2 separate regions of the Clupea harengus genome follow, and region 1 is linked to region 2. The links are chromatin contacts, called in public Hi-C maps. All regions are on one chromosome and are shown on one strand. Each heading gives the region's core, a stretch centred on a gene start, on an enhancer-like site or on the middle of the called end of the contact. The rest is flanking DNA. Distances are from core to core; before and after follow the strand shown. Region 1 overlaps LOC105903819. Region 2 holds the start of LOC116219628 (zinc finger and SCAN domain-containing protein 2-like).

Region 1 (2,700 bases), core at 41-2,540, 75 kb before region 2:
TCTTTATATAGAGAGAAGACGTTGAGATTAAAAAGAAGGCGGTTTAAAAATTCACAGTGACAACCTTTTAAAAATTCAACGTCTTTACTGACCCAATTAATTAAACAAAATTGAATTATTCGATGATATTTTAAAGTTAAAGTGTTTTACACGAGTTTGATAGAAAAGGTACAGTTGTACAGTTTGAAAATACGCGATTTGTGCTAGTTGAGTGCTAACTTGTAGCCTAGCCAGCTAGCTACACCGAGCTACAGCGGACCTGCTGGACAAAGATGTTTGTTTGAAAACTTTGAAGATCGAAATGAAGATTGTCATTGTGGAATCATCTACAGTGAATATTGACGGACTGACTAAATACTCCTTGAAAACAACGACGACAACTAAATGGCGAGCCTCCCACCGAACAACAGAAAAATACGGATCCCACACCACATCCAGTCCAACTGACTGAGAACTGTTTGATAGCTTGATAGCTGAAGTTCCACGGATACGTAAGACTTTACATGTTCTTTTTATTTAAAGAAGACACTGAATGAACACACTGATACTTTGAACATATTTAATTGCCTGTACAATTGTGTTGGGTTATGTGAATTTGATAAAGTTAAGAACTAAGGTTAAGATTTGCTTGAGAATTTAAATTAGATAAAACTTTATTAGATAATTAAATTATTTATTTATTAACTATTTATTAAATACTTATACATATATATCATTTATATTAAAGATAACTACATTTAACTGTTGTAAAGAAATAAAATAGAACAAATAAGAAGCAAATAGATTATAAAATAGAACAAATAAGAAGAAAATAGATTATAAAAGATTATATAAAAGATAAGAGATTAATAAGATTATAATAGAGTAAATAGGAATTCATAAAGAGTTTGAGTTGATTTAAGGTTTTGATATCGAGATATTTTGATGCATGTTTTTATTTTACATTTTTTAAATGTTGAGCCTTGTAAATAATTATTTACCACTAAAATCTGAAAGTTATCAAACCCTGTTTCTTGTGATTGACTGCGCACCTGAAAAGCATCTAGAATCTTCTGATGGCCCAGATCTTAGATTGTATGTAAACAAGTGTTACATATACAGTACATCCACCCATCAATAAATAAATAGTAAGTGGTTGATCACACACTCCAAATGAATACATGTCTTAATGCAAACGTTTCTGTCTTACACTTTCTAACGTGAACCAGTGCTGTAACTATCCAGTCATCATACAGCCATGCTGAATGAGATCAGCCAATCAGATGGCTTGCCCTCACACGTGGCTTACAGATGACGTATCAACATACTCCATTGGTGCAGCTGGGAACATCAAGGCCTCACACTCAGTAGTGGTGTAGGACAAACCACAAGACCTTTCACTGATGCCTGGAAACCAACCGTGTAATGGTGTGTTAATGGCTGTAGTGTAAAAGTCACATGTCGAGTTCAGCTGATTAAGAGTTCAAGGCATTGTGTTAAACATTAGAAAACATTTATTTTACTGAAAAATTGTGAATACAAAACAAGAAAATATTTCATGATAACTTTCTAACAGTGGTCTCCCTCTGACCTTTTCTGCCAGCCATCTTTTCTGAACACCTTGTACTGGCATGGTCATCTTGGACTGCCAACCTTCACAGAGTTTCTCCTCATCTTCGTACAGCATCTCTTTTTCCCTGGAACATCTGGAGCAGGTGTGCAAATCAGAACAAATTGGCTAGTCTTTCCTTCAACACCTCTGTAGTGTCCTCAACTATCATAGGGAGGGGGGGGGGGTCAGTAAATCTCAACAGTTTTTTTGCTTTTTTTTCCTCAACCTAACTTTGCCTTTCTTCCCCTCAGCTCCTGGTTCATGGTGACGCTGCATGTGGTTCTTGAGGCTGACGTTGTGGTTGAAGCACTGCCCACAGTCCTGGCACTTGAAGGGTTTCTCCCCTGTGTGGACGCGCATGTGGGACTTGAGGTGCCCTGGCTGGTTGAAGGAGCGGTCGCACTGCTTGCAGCTGTAGGGCCTCTGTCCCGTGTGGACCAACTTGTGTCTAATGAGCTTAGCGACATGGGGGAAGCTCTTATTACAGACCTCACAGATGCTATTTCCATTGGGCCAGTGGCTCTTCCTGTGAGCGCACCAACTGGGGCGGTCTGGGAATCGCATTGGGCAGTCGGGGCAGTGGTACCTCAGCAGCTCTTGTACGTGACTCTCCTCGTGCTTCTGCTTGGCATGATGGGATTTAAAAGCCTTGAGGCAGTAGCGGCAGGAGAGCAAGTACTTCTCATTGTGGATTCGGCTGATGTGCGCCTGGAGCCCGATCTTAGTGGCAAACCTTTTGCCACAGCTTGGGCAGACGATGGGCTTGGCCTTGTGCTCGCAGATGTGCGGGGGTCCACCCGCAACTGTGTTCACCATGGTAATGAACTTGCCACAGTCCACACAGAGATTGCGAAAACGGCTTATGCCGTGGCATTGTATAGCGTGGGCTTTAAAGGTGTTCAGACTTTCAAAAAGAATATATATTGACTGAGCGAGGAGTTCGTCTGGTACTTCTACAGTGTTTTTTCTGGAGGCTTCCTGGCTGTCATTTTTGGTGGTCACTTGGTAGCTTTTATAAGGAAGTCCCTGGATGTCAATGTAAATACTCCCTGGAATGCTAACCCCTTCACAATTACTGCTGGAGGCTTCTTGGCTGCTACTGCTAGTAG
Region 2 (2,700 bases), core at 180-2,679:
TATATTATGTTCATTGTACTTAAAGTTCAAAAAAGATACATTTATGAAAAAAGTCCAGAAGTTTCCCTGTAACTTGACTTGTTGGAGAATCCAAGGTATAATTATCAATGAATGATATGCTGGTTGATTGTTTGGGATATTTCTGTGATTTAGAAATGTACACTTATAATTTACATTGATGAAACACAAGTAAAATCTCACAAGTGTCAGTCACTTACCAGATGGTGTCCAAAGGAGACCTTTACACGGCGTCCTGGCTTCATATTGCTGATGACAGTCGGTCTATGGCTTTTCCATAGGTAGCAGGACGACAGTCACTTTACAGAAATGGGACTTGTATGGTATTGTGTCCGTCTGTCGCATAATATTGTATTACTGATGCCAAAGAGCAATGACATGATAAATGTCAGCCCCATGAGCGTCGAGTCACACACTTTAATACATCTTGCGTCTGACGCCGTCAGTAGCAGACTAAACAACTATCGGGCCGAGTAAAAAGCAATGTACTAACCATAAATTAAGCTTCAGTCCTACTACAGCATGTCGGACTTGGCTCATTCAAGAGCCACAGTACTTCTGCCGAAACGGACCTTAGGCGATAATGCTAACACTCATCAAAAATCAGGCCAATTGTGCTGGCTATCTAGGGTACTTCGCCTTAGAAGCCATTGTAATGTCCGGGGAGTTTCAAAGCCGATCCCGCGAACAGACAGGCAGTCATCAGGCAGGCAGGACTCGAAATAATACATGAGTAAATTAAATATACCGTTTTTTTTTTTAGAAACTTAGCTATCCGGTTAGCAGAAGCCTACTTTGGGTTGCGACTGTAACATTACAGCTTGTAATCATAAATCTACATCCACACTTGAACACTGTTCAACATCTAGTAATCGAAAAAAACATCGTTAAAAGTGGTCCTGCAGTTGATGAGCAAAACCATCATAACAATAACATTAGTTGGCAAGTTATCAACGAAGCTTACAGCTGAGCATTGGGTCTACGGCTTAGCTACAGCCAACTCCACACTGGTAGTAGCTAGCTTGTTTATTTTAAATATCGCACATCCACAAATATGAATGCTTATACTTACAGGTTGTGAGCCTGAAGCTCCACTTGGGCCACACAAAGTTGGAATTGCCCCGTCCTTTAGGAGTAAGAGCTGTGAAAATCCAGCATCGAACTGCGCACGGTTTTTGAAGCAGTCCTCCGTGAAGTGCCGGACACACAGTAAAATGTTCGGAACAGTGGAGGGAACATTAGTAAAAACGAAGTTCAACCACTGACTTCTCTGTTGTTCTACCTTTGGCAGAGCATACAAAGGAGATTTCCCCTCACAACGCAAAACACAGCGTCTCCTCGACATGGCTACAAAGCTAAACAACCTCTCCCCGGCGTACAGTAGTTGCTGTGTGAGGGCGTGCCAAGTATGCTGCCAGGATTGTGTTACGAGATTGCGTCATCTTTTACACAAAGGAAAGGGGCTTGAATTCCAAGCCTTTCAGGCAGCTGAGAAAATAGGTTTCTGTGGGAGTGAGTTACTCCCTCTGGTTGGCTTTTTTGTTACTTTGCAGACCGTTTACATGAACAAAAAGCTATATGACACGATAAAAGAAAGGGGGAAGCATAAAAGGCCATCTTTACATTGAGGAAACTTAATATATAAATTGTCCAGTGACGTTATAGGATGCAGGCATGCAACTTTGATACCGCGTCAGATGTTGCTACAGCAACAGATGGATTCCTGAGCTGACCCAAAGGCGACAGCGTTTGACAGGCGGTTTGCAGGTAGGCTAATATTATTAGCAAAGCAAAAATGCATTTCATGGTCCTACAGACCAGGCTTTGGGATAGCAGAGACGTTATTGGACCCAGAAATAATTGAACAGCTATCCACAGATTTTAAACGCTACTGTTAATGCTGTTGAAAGAATGAAAAATAACAACTTTTCACTAGGCTATAAACGTTATAAAGGACTTTGTCTATACCTCCCATCCCATTTGAACATACGTATGGATAGCTAGCCTACCTAGGATAACTGCCTACAGCTGAAGTGTAACCGTTGGAGTTAATTAAGATAAATACGAGTTCTAACTGGTATTACTTCTTCGTTTAAAATTAGGTTGAGAAAACTTGCCTGTGTTACTGGCACTGAGCACACCAGTAAAGTTGGGCAGAAACTTTTAGGTACTTTACCGAAAATGAATTTAAGCCCTACTCTTTCTACATTATGAGATCCCTAGGAAGCACACATACAGTGTTACCTTCCTTTATAGTCACGAACAAAAACACTTCCTCCTCCACCAACAGCTCGCTAGCTGTCAGCAATTCATAGCACCGTGATTGAAATATCTGTATCGAAAACATACTTGGGTCAAAAAGTTTCAAGCAAAACAACACCATTCCCTTCCTGTCTAAAACAGCCCTGTTCAGAGCTACCTGTTTTGAATCCCTGTTCCTTTAAATGCTAATGAGCCACTGCTCCTCCGTGGAAAGTAAAGTTTGGAGCTACCATAGCAACTGTTGAGCGTGTACTTTGGAACAGCGGTGCTCCCATAGCTACCGTTTTGAACCAGTCAGACCCTGAATAAGTTCGAGAATGTACGCGTCAACAGGATGTTTCTGTCGAAAGAGTCGAAAGTTAACTTCATGTCACTTCTTCTTTTTAACTTCATGTCACTTCCTTTTGTATGTTTGTATTT

What was found. A called contact is a pair of places that touch in the nucleus more often than the background predicts.
Region 1: a contact with region 2 is called in a Hi-C map of muscle, with 2.3 times the contacts expected there. The contact joins the enhancer-like site here to the promoter of LOC116219628 in region 2. A contact is called at or near these places in 2 of 2 Hi-C or Micro-C datasets (head and muscle).

Annotation. Positions count from the first base shown.
Region 1 is chr25:1,827,576-1,830,275 of Ch_v2.0.2, reverse strand. It overlaps LOC105903819, which reads right to left. Exons shown (of 10, transcript XM_031563205.2): 10 at 1,476-2,700. The coding sequence ends at 1,787. Among protein-coding and RNA genes, the nearest start is that of LOC105903819, 15 kb to the right of the region's middle. Within about 2 kb of position 1,290, the one cell type or tissue checked has open chromatin away from gene starts, as enhancers often do.
Region 2 is chr25:1,753,114-1,755,813 of Ch_v2.0.2, reverse strand. It overlaps LOC116219628 (zinc finger and SCAN domain-containing protein 2-like), which reads right to left and starts at 1,429. Exons shown (of 7, transcript XM_031563250.2): 1 at 1,091-1,429. The coding sequence starts at 1,363. It overlaps theg (theg spermatid protein), which reads left to right and starts at 1,495. Exons shown (of 8, transcript XM_031563251.2): 1 at 1,495-1,785.